Linked DNA regions of Mus musculus: region 1 is linked to region 2. The links are chromatin contacts, called in public ChIA-PET maps. All regions are on one chromosome and are shown on one strand. Each heading gives the region's core, a stretch centred on a gene start, on an enhancer-like site or on the middle of the called end of the contact. The rest is flanking DNA. Distances are from core to core; before and after follow the strand shown.

Region 1 (5,414 bases), core at 1,608-4,107, 120 kb before region 2:
TCCCTCTCAAGTGCTAGGATTCTAGGCATGCACCACTATACCCAGTTCAATATCTATGTTTTTCTAAAGCCTATTTGTAAATGTTTATTGCTATAACTTGTGAGTCTGTACATCTAAGCACTGATGCCCTGGGGGGGAAGCAGAAGCATCATATCCCCTTGTACTGGAGTTATGAGTAGTTGTGAGCCATCCAATAGAGGTGTGGGAAATCTAACTCAGGTCTGCTGCAAGCATAGTAAGTGTTCTTAACTGCAGAGCTATCTCTCCAGCCCTCAATGTCTCTTTGCAATGTGTCCTTAACCAAAGGCCCATCTACTTTCAGCTACAGACTTTTGCTTTGGTTGTTTTTTCCAAGACACGATTTCTCTTTGTAGCTTTGGCTGTCCTGAAACTCACTATGTTGACCAGGTTGGCCTCGAACTCACAAAGATCCACCTGCCTCTGCCTCTCAAGTGCTGGGATTAAAGGCACGTGCCACCACTGTCTGGCTCATCTCCAGGCTTAAGTCAATTCGGTTTTCCAAATAACAAAACTCACAAGAAGAAATCAGGTGAATAGTTTGATGGCTCTGGCAGGCCTGGAACTCATCACATCCTCCAACAGAGGCCTGCACCAGCACACTGAGCACCAGGGAAACTTTTTTTTTTTTTTTTTGTATTTTCGAGACAGGGTTTCTCTGTGTAACCCTGGCTGTCCTGGAACTCTGTAGACAAGGCTGGCCTTGAACTCAGAAATCCACCTGCCTCTGCCTCCCAAGTACTAGGATTAAAGGCGTGCGTCACCACCACCCAGCTTTTTTTTTTTTTTTAAACTTATGAAGAGAAAAAGAAATCTGCCTTTAGAGAAGTTTTAGGACGTTTCTGCCTAAGTCAGAGGTTACACACATTTTCTAAATTAAATGAACTGGTAAGACAAAATCGGCTCACCAGAGCTAAGGGTGACCAGTGATCTGTCAGCAGCAGCTTGGACAGCATGCAACTTGGAAGAAATGAATCTGGGGACCTAGGCTCCAATTAAAGAAGGGCCCATAAACATTTGCTTTGCCTCAAATACACAGAGAAAGCAATCAGATGCATAACACACCCAAGCTTCTAAGTGAGAACCATTCTAAGATCATAAGAACGTGGAATTGCTTGCCCCAGGAAGAGAAAAGGCAAAAGGAGAAAGACAGAAGATGCTTAGACCAGAAGCTTTCTTGGAAGTTCGCAGTGAGATTTCTACTCTCTCCTACTCGACTTGGCTCTAAATCCCAGAGAGTTTAGGGCAAAGCCTGGTTCCAGGTGTCCTGGTTTCAGCTCTGCGTAAAAGGTAAGAACAGCCCAGCCCACAGTTTCGTGCACAGAGGATCTTGAGTTCTAGCAAATCTGGCTGGTCCAGCTAAAACCACCAAGGACACCTAAACAGCCACCTGGCAGTCAAAGATTGCTACCAGAGAAAAGACCAGCATTCCTAAAATTGGTGGAACTGGTGTACTGATAAAGGCTGGGGAGAAACACCATCAAAAAACGATCATATTTTAATTAGTATGCTTCCTACAGGCTAGGAAAAACTGTGGATGAAAGAAAAAGTCCTTTGTTTGTGACCCCCGCCCCATTAATCTTCAATGTCACTGACAGTCACAATCACCCAACTACACTGTCAGTCCACACCCAACCACAAAGCCACCCAAGAGTCATAAAGTCTGTGAACCAGAAAACTACAGCTTCTCTCATCGTCAGGTACCCTCTAACATACTCAGCCCCATCATGGTGAGATGCTCTCTCTCTTTGGAACAGCCGTCCACACACACACCCGCCCTCTACTCACCTGATTGCCAAACACAGCCACGGAGCAGGCTGTTGAAACCTCATCAGCTCCAAACCAGACCGAAGCAATGCGTGAGGGCATGCCCAGAATGAAGACCTGTGCCACAGAGCAGATGACCTGACCCACCATTGTGACCGGGAAGAGGTGAGGCTCTAGGCTGCCCAGCTTTACCCAGGCTCCCAGGCAATTGAGAGCTGAGCCGGTGATAGCGATGGTTCGAAGACCAAATTTCTCCAGCATCCAGGCCACGGGCAGGAGCAGAGGGATGTAGGTCAGCATGTAGCACATGGACAGCCAATCAATGGCAAAGGCACTGACACCGTAGAAGTTCATGAAGATGTTATTGATGGAGCCGTACTGAATCCACTGGAAGGCATTGCACAAGGAGTAGCAACTGAACACCAGGACCACGACCCAACGACGCTTGCTCACCTTGATCACGCTGTCTTCTCTAACCAAGCTACTATGATGGGTCAAACCGCTGGGTTGAGCCAAGGTACTGGGGAGTGCTGAACTGCTGGGACGGACAGAGACGCTGGGGTCGATGGAGACACTAGGATGGATGGAGACACTGGGGTGGCCTGAGACGCTGGGGTGGCCTGAGACGCTGGGGTGGCCTGAGACGCTGGGATGGATGGAGCCGCTGGGCTGGGTGGAGTAGCTGGTGTCCATCTGGAATTCCGACTCTGGCGCAGGTCTGTCATTGCTCTCCTCCTGGTTGAGACTTTCATTCACCATGACCACAACGAGCTCCTGAATCCCAGGCACGTACTGACTCCTACAGTCTTATGGGTCAGCAGCCTTTTGCCTGTCCCCCTAGAGCTGAGGCAACACTTCTCCGGGAGCGCACCTCTGTTAGCGGAGAAATCGAGATCTCAGGTTCCTACGATCACTCCCTAGCAAACTGTTGTCCCCCAAGTTGGCCGCAGACGCCTTGCCACGCGTTCCAGGCTGTCCAGATGAAGCGTTGACCGTCCTGGAAAAAGTTTGACTCCTGAACAGCGAACTGTGGCAGGGCGAGCTCGGTTTGCTCCCGGGCAGGCTGGGGCCTCGCCCCCTCGGGCGCACGTGACCGCCCCGCCCCCCGGCCTGCCCGGCTCCCCACGCCCCTCAACCCCTCCCACCCAGGATCCCCTGCCTCCTTGAGCGGGGCTCGCAAGGCGCCGCTCTTGTTTCGCCATAGGTTGGGGTGTACATTCCTCTCCGACGTCCCCGGTGTCATGGAAACCGCCCGGTTAGCCCCCACCCCTACACTTTCCCTAAATTCACTTGTCCCCCCCACTCCCAGAGGTCTTCGTTGGTAAATGAGGACTTCGCCTCACGCCCTTCCGAGGTCAGAGTCTTCTCGGGGCCAGCGGGCGTGCACCGAGGCTCGGAGTCCCTAAACTGCTCAGGGGGATCCGAGAGAGATCCCTACCTTCCTCTCTTTTGCTGGGCTCTCCAGGTGACAGTTCAGTGTGCCTGGTGAAAGGAATGCTTGCTTTTCTCAGAGACCTCCCAGCCGACAAAGACTTATTTTGGTGAACTCGTATATGAACTTGTTTAGTGTCTGACGGGTCCCTGAGGTCTCCCACTAGGGAACCCCGCGAGCCAAGCATAGCCTGGAGGGAAAGTTGTGGAACCAAGTCTCTGCGCAGGCTCTGGGAGTGAGGCAACGAAGTGACTCATACAGCCTCGTAGCCCTCCGCTGCCACCTACCGATCCCCTGAGCGTCACCTCTTAGCCTGGAAGCAAGGCTTTCAGAGAAGGAATGCTGGCTTGCGCTGGTCCCTACAACTCCATGGGTTCACAGTGATAAAGAACCCAAAATTTAGGTTGGATTCCGGTTTAGCGACTTAGGCGTGTAACAATAGGTCACTGAACACCACTTCTGAGCTCCCGTTTCTTTTGCAAAATGTAGATGGTGAAATAATGGCCCTTAGAAAAATCCAGCCAGGCGTGGTGGCACACACCTTTAATCCCAGCACTCGGGAGGCAGAGGCAGGTGGATTTCTGAGTTCGAGGCCAGCCTGGTCTACAGAGTGAGTTCCAGGACAGCCAGGGCTATACAGAGAAACCCTGTCTCGAAAAAAAAAAAAAAAAAAAAAAGAAAAATCCCTGGCTGATAATTCGTTCAACAAATGTTTCCTATCCTGCCAAAAGGCTAGCATTTGTTGCCACGGGGTAAATGTGCTTCATGGGTGAGCATGCCGGGCATTCTATAATGTAGTTACTATTGCTTGCCCTGGGTGTGTGTGTCTGTATGTGTGCATGTGTATGGTGTATGTGCAGGCACTCAAGGCTTTGAAAACATCGAGCTGTAAGCTCTCGGCCTTCTTGCCTCGTGCTATAGACAAGAAAACAAGCCTTTTAGAACTCAGTTAACTAAGGTCCCAGCTGGCCTGAAAAGTCATACTTCCCATCATTCAAGCTACCACACAGTTACATAAGAGCAGTCTGAGCTGCAGCCTGGGTGGCTCCTGGAAACCTGGTGGTGTTTTTGTTTTGCCTTTTTTGTCTGTTTTGGCTTGGTCTTTTTGAGACAGGGTTGCTCAGGGTAACCTTGAATTCCACACCCTCTCAATCCTAAATGGTGAGTTTACAGGTGTATATCACCATGCCCGCCCCCCTGCCAAGCTTGTTTCAAGGGAAGATTCCCAGATCCCCAGGTTCAGCCCAGAACTCCTGAATTAGAACATTTGAACAGAATCTCCAGGTGATTCATGTGTGTTCACACGTTGAATCTTGAGGGACACTGCTTCCTTGTCCTCCCCGACCCCCCCCCCCTTTTAAAGCTCTGCAGTGGTGTTTACAACTTGAGTCTGCACATTAGAATCAAGAATAGGTGATGGCGAAGAGAGATGGTTCAGGGTTTAAGGGGGCTTGCTGCTTTCTCAGAGGAGTTGAGTTCAGTTCCCGCACTCACACTGAGTGGCTCACAACCATCTGTAGCATGAGGGAATCTTCCAGCCTCAGGCACCTGCTGACCTGTGAGCACATGCACGGATGTAAATGTAAATAACAACAACATGCTGACCTGTGAGCACATGCACGGATGTAAATGTAAATAACAACAACAATAATAATCTTTAAAAAAAATAGAATCTATCTGAGTGGATGGTGGTGTGGGGCATTCATTGGACAAGGTGGCTCAGACACAGGCTTAAGCTATAGAAAGTCTATATTAGCGATGTTTGGGATTCCAGTGTAGCACCAAGACTTGCTCAGGAAGAAAGCCGCTTTTTTTTTTTTTTAAGATTTATTTATTTATTATGTGTGAGTACACTGTAGCTGTCTTCAGACACTCCAGAAGAGGGTGTCAGATCTCGTAACGGATGGTTGTGAGCCACCATGTGGTTGCTGGGATTTGAACTCTGGACCTTTGGAAGAGCAGTCGGGTGCTCTTACCCACTGAGCCATCTCACCAGCCCCCTGAAAGCCGCTTTTTGAGTCGCCACATCTTAATTAGTAAGAACAGTTAGCCAGAAGCACTGCTACAGAAGCCAAAAAGCAAGGCTAGCATGTGTCGAGATTGTCCCAGAGCTATGGACTAGGTCTTTGTTTTCATGTTGGCAGATGGCGCTGTCTATGCTCTGAGTGTAATAGCCTTAGTGATACTTCCGTCATGG
Region 2 (5,789 bases), core at 1,034-3,533:
TGGAGCATGACTGCAGCAAAGCTGTTCTCAGGACACATCTGAGCATCTGTGCATAGAAACTCACAACCGTCATGACAGCACAGGCCAGCTCAAGACAGACAAAATGCCAGCTCGGGGACAGGAGGTGGGTATCACGTCCCACCCTAGCGCAGGCGCTACGAGCCACTGATGGCTGTTCAGAGAAGCAGGGTCAGCATACCTCAAGGATGCGGCCCATGAGAGGACACCGTTGCTGCAGTAGATAGCCCTGCACCCTTCCTTACACATCCCAGCAGCCCTGAGTGCACTCAGTTGGTAAACGATAAACACTGAGGTTGGGAAGAAATCACTGTGGGGGCTAGGAGAGGAGCTAGAGTGGAGGGGATGGGGCTAGCTTGGTCAAAACACACTGGGTGCATGATTGAAATTCTGCACCCACCCCCAAAATAAATCTTACTTAAAAATACCTTAAAACTTAACTAAAAAAAAAATTCTTCCTCCCTATTGGTGCTTCCCACTGGCCAAGCTCAAACCAAGGGATACTGGGTAACGTTCCTTGCTATGATGGGTCACAAGCAGGTAAGGTAGACACAGATCTACCGGATGAGTAAAAATATCCCAAACATAGTTCTATAGCCCACCACCACCCACAAAAACCCACTCGCAATAACAGACCCACGCAGAGCTGTCAGGCAGGACACAATGTAGGGACTGGGGTCACCGTCACTGTTAACTCTTTCTGGACAGTTGCCATCAGGCACTGTGAGGCTGGTGGTAAGGGTGGAGGCTCCAGGACCCTAAGTCTCAGAGAGCAGGTCTGCGGACAGTCATCTGCCTGTCCTCTGCTTCCTTCCTGAACTCCACCTCAGACCTGCCCGACTGGAATCTGTCTGTAATCTGATTCCCGGGGGGACTTGTGGGTATAGGAGTTTGCTCAGAGGGCCATGGTGAGCCCTTGGCCAGTCTTCCTACAAACACATTTCTCTTCTGGTTGTGCTCTTTTTGTAAGTACTGCCCTCTGCCTGACTGTTCAACCAAATGCAAACCTGAAATCACCTTAATCCCACCCCACCCCACCCGGCAGCCCATTTAACAGTCTGCAGGGATCCTGCCTGTAAGCACCAGAGGATCAGATGACCATCACCACAGCCTCTCCCAATCAGACCCTCCCAGCTGAGCCCTTCACCACCGCAAAGGCTCCCGGGAGGCCTCCCCTGGCTAAAATGTCAGTCATCTCTGCTTTCAGCCCTCCACAGCCTCCATTACCTATAGCACAGACCTTTGTCTGTTACAGGGCCCAGTGGGAGAAGGAAACCGTCTCTGACCGGCTCTTCCATAGCCTGTCTTCTTTTGACCTTTGACTTCAGCAACTGGGGCCTCCTGTCTCATCATCAGAGCACAGTGCTCTTCCCTGTCCCCAGGTTCTCCGAGTGCTGTCCCTTCTGCTGGGACTCCTTGCTCTACATTTCACTGCCACCTCAATGGAGAGTGCCTTTCTTCTTATCATCTTCCTGTCTGTTTCCTTCCAGGGGCTTTTGATGACTTGTGCTCACCTCTCTCACGTATGCTTCTGTCTCTGGTCACTTTTCCCTGAGGTTATCAATCTATTGATAGTTACTCTACCTACATAAATATCTTACCCTCTCTCTACTGCCTTCACCCAGATGAACACCCTGTGGAAGGAAAGGGCCTTCAATGTATATTCATGAATTAAATCAAGAATAGTTACTTCTTGCCAGTCGTTGATGGCACACACTTTTAATCCCAACACTCGGGAGGCAGAGGCAGGAGGATCTCTGTGAGTTCAAGGCCAGCCTGGTCTACAGAGTAAGTTCCAGAACAGCCAGGGCTACACAGTGTGATCTTGTCTCAAACAACAAACAAACAAACAAACAATATTTACTTCTCCATCTTTGGGGTTCTCTAGCACAGCTCTCTACCACCTCTCCCTTTATAGACAAAGCTGTTGGTATGATCGGTGACAGTTCAGGGTTCAAATCTAGATCTTTTGCCCCTGGGGCCCAAACATTTATGCTCTATGGAAAGGCTTATGGTCTACATGTGTCACACACACACAGTCTTTTCAGCCATGTCCTCTCACAATGGGAACATGTAGTCACAACCGAAGCTTCTACTTCTGACAGCAATGTTCGTTCTGCTTTCTCCTCTTTGGGTCTTTTTAAATTAAAAAAAAAAAAACCCAAAAACCAAAAAAACCACTGCCCGTACAGTGAAGAGGAAAGGGTAACAGCTGCAGAGCTGCAGAGCTAATGGAAGGGCCCCTCCCGCTCTCTTCAGCTTAGTCTTCACCTTTGATCATGTTCCTCGGGCCACACACTTTGCCTCGGTGGCCACATGAGACTGACGTGTGACATCTGACATTTCCAAAGCAGTTTCAAAATTATGTCTCTTGAAGGCTGGGGCTATGACTCAGTGACAGTGTTTGCCTATGGTGCAGAAGGGCCCCAGCTTCACCCTCAGCACTGCATGAACTGGTCGTGGTGGTGCACACCTGTAAAGTGGAGGCAGGGGGATCAGAAATTCAGTCATCGCTGGCTACAGTATCTAGGCCAAGGTCAGCTTAGGCTACGTGAGACTCTCTCTCTCTCTCTCTCTCTCTTTTTTTTTTTGAGAACAAGAAAGAAAACAGCACGTTTAACCCAAGGTGCAGGAAATACACTGACTCTCTCACAGAAGGTAACATGGATAAAGCAGTAAAGGAACATTAAGAGCAGGCAGGCAGGGGCACAGTGAAAAGCAGAAGCTAACAGTATTGCTAGAATCTGAAGGGTCTTAGGACGGTAGCACACACAGAGAGAGCCAGGCCTGGGCATGTGGGCATGGCACAAGCTGTACCATTCTTCAGGGTCGGAGATCAGATGCTCTGTTAGAAAGGCTGTGGGCTTCTGGGCGAGTCACGTGGCCTCTCTGAATCTTGACTCCTCAGTGCACAGGGATGGCACAGAGTGGGTTTGGAAGGACACAGCTCCATCCAGCCCAGAGCCTGGAGCTTAGGAAAGGCTCTGCAAGCATCTTTTTTTTGCATGTGACAAGGTAACTAAGACACCGTACATGCTCTAGAGGCACATTCAATCTTCCTCCTTGGCATGGAAAAGAGAGAGAGGGGTGCAGTGTTGGGGGAAGAGCCTTGCTGGGCTCTGGGCCTAGAGCCACTAGCCAGGCCCACAAGACTCCCCTCCAACACAGAGAAGCCACATTTCAACACCAGGGACCGTGAGCACCCTGGAAAGTAAACACCCAAATGACAAACATACCAGACATTCCCCACATAAACCGGCTGCACTGAGCCAGGGGTTCCCCTGCTCCCTACCAACAAAGTAGGATAGTCCAGAGGTGAAACTTTGGCCAGCCCAGGCCAGCTAGGCTGGGCCGACCACCTCTCCTGCAGGGATGAGGAAATCCCAGGGTCTCCCTAAAGCCTTCCAGGGCCAAGCCTCTGGCCCTCCAAAGCACTTCCAAAGGTTGAGTACTGAAAACTACCTGCCCTTGGCCACCTTTCTTCCCTAGCCAAGTCCATCTAGTGCAAGTGGCTAAGGGCTGAATCTCTGTTGCTTCTGGGCAGGGCCTCATGAGCAAGTTCACATGAATGGCTGTTGAAGACAGGGGCTGCAAACCGAAGCCACCTTTAAGAGCTAGGCTGGCTAATTAATGGTTAATAAGGGAGAGGGACTGGACAGGGCTGTGTCTGCAGAGGGATGCCCAGATTAGCATCAGCCAAGCAGTTTCAATGCTGCCCAATCTTTCAAGTTTTCAAGACTAGCTGAAGATTTTTAAACGTAAAACCTCTTGGAGATGGAGAGATGGTATAGTGGTTAAGAGCACTGACTGCTCCTCTAGAAGACATGGGTTCAATTCCCAGCACCTACATGGGAATAAAACTGTCTCCAGTTCCAGGGGACCTGACACCCTCACACAGACATACATGCAAGCAAAACACCAATGTGCATTAAATAAAAATAAAGAAATAATTTTTTTAAGAAGTAAAACCTCGAGCTGGAGAGATGGCTCAGTCAGTGGTTAAGAGCACTGACTGCTCTTCCAGAGGTCCTGAGTTCAATTCCCAGCAACCACATGGTGGCTCACAACCATCTGTAATGCAGCCAACTAATTCCACTTTGAACCGAATACCACTTGAACCAAACCAAACAAACAAACAAATCTGTGGGTTGCATGGCCTCCAGTGGAGTCTGCCACCAGACACCTGGGGTCTCATCACCACCGTCAACTCTATACAACAGCTCGCCTCTTTGGATCATGAAAACACTTAGCCAGTGCAAGAGTTCCCACTTCTCTCTGACCTTCAAGAGCACCCTCAAGGGATCCCGAGAGGGTCTCATTTACCAGTGGACAAACCACAGTCTGCAGAGGGAAAAGTCGCTTGTAGCTCTCCAGGCAGGGAAACTAGCCGATTCTGTGCCGGCCGGCTGCCTCTGTCGTGGCTGACTGGGCTAGACCTCCTCTGTGATCCTCCTTGGGCTCATTCATTCTGTCCTTTGGAGGAATGGTCACATGGCAGGAAGCACACCGACATTCCCTAGATCTCTTTTAAGACGTTTCTATTTTCACAGACTAAATGGCAAACATCTAAACCTACTCCTAGAGTGTACAGATGGGAAACTGAGGCTGGTTCCAGGTTCACACTTGGGGACAGGAACTGGGTCCTAGAGGATAAGTTCAAAGGACATTGCTGGGCTCATCCTCTTCGGCTACTTGACTGCTCTGTGTCACCTTGAATTGTTTCTTACCTTGGTCCAAGCCACTGTACCATCTGTCCCCGGACCCTGCCGGACTCTGCTGGGAGCCTCCTTTTGGTCTTCCCATCCCATGTTCTAGCTTACGTTGGGGGGGTGGGGGGCAGGAAATATCATCTCCATCAGGAAGTCCTCCTTGACTCTGAGCCCTCAGGCTGAGAAGCATCCCTCTGCACAGAGCTCCCATTCAATGCTGAACTCACCCTTGGCCCTGCTGTGCTGCTTTCTACCCTCCGAGGCTCTCTCCACAACACTGGGAGTTTCATGAAGACAAAGCCTGTGTCTTGTTGGCTTTTTGTGTGCCCAGTAGACTGCTCAACATTTGCTAAAAGGAGAGGAAATTCAATCTAGACAGGAACCTGGGAACTTTCTCCCCCTTTACAGTGACGGGGACCAGCCCTATGGCCCTCGTACAAGATCCCGAGATTCCTGCCTGACTCCTGCTCCAGTGTTTTGCTACTGCACTTTGCTGTCTGCAGAACCAGGATGTAACCATGACAAACACAAGCACCAGGCCTTGCTCCCTCAGGGCCCCTTGGCAACCCTGGGAGAAGGCTCTGTGGGAGTGCTGATGGAGGCACCAGATGCCCTGCAGGAATTCCCCAGTGCCCAGGCACAGCTGGTGCCTGTACCTGCTGGCAACAGTAGAGAGGAACACAGGGCTGGACACTAAACCCCAGCCTGAGGTTATGGAACAGACAAACCCCTAAAATTCTATATCTCCATGCGTCATGAGGCCGCATGCTCAGAGTGGGAAGCAAGCATGCCCAGGTCCCGGGCAAGACACTGGCAGGCCAGGCAGAAGGCTACTGTCTTCTGGGAAGAAGCATATATATATATATATATATATATATATATATATATATATTTTTTTTTTTTTACAAATTAGTAGACCTTTATGAGTTGTTAGACCAGTGCCACAGACTCACCCATTAAACTAACGTATCTTCTCACTACCCCTCACCAAGAAGTAATGTCCTTGGCCTTCTACCCACAGGGGGGAAAAATCTCCTCTGGGTCAAGAGAGAACCTGTAAAA

The links. ChIA-PET counts read pairs in DNA pulled down with a chosen protein or histone mark.
Region 1: a contact with region 2 is called in an RNA polymerase II ChIA-PET map of memory CD8 T cells, with 19 read pairs. The contact joins the promoter of Flvcr2 here to the enhancer-like site in region 2. A contact is called at or near these places in 2 of 484 Hi-C or Micro-C datasets (bone marrow-derived macrophages and nephron progenitors), 2 of 115 datasets of contacts at active chromatin or transcription factors (embryonic stem cells and memory CD8 T cells) and 1 of 9 other capture datasets (adipose tissue).

What each region holds. Positions count from the first base shown.
Region 1 is chr12:85,743,982-85,749,395 of GRCm38.p6, reverse strand. Flvcr2 (feline leukemia virus subgroup C cellular receptor 2) reads right to left here and starts at 2,857. Exons shown (of 10, transcript NM_145447.2): 1 at 1,807-2,857. The coding sequence starts at 2,544.
Region 2 is chr12:85,621,370-85,627,158 of GRCm38.p6, reverse strand. The region is part of intron 2 of Jdp2 (Jun dimerization protein 2); the gene reads right to left. Among named protein-coding and RNA genes, the nearest start is that of Jdp2, 25 kb to the right of the region's middle. Within about 2 kb of position 2,283, at least 91 of the 459 cell types and tissues checked have an H3K27ac peak or open chromatin away from gene starts, as enhancers often do. A contact at or near this core is called in bone marrow-derived macrophages and memory CD8 T cells, where this site is marked.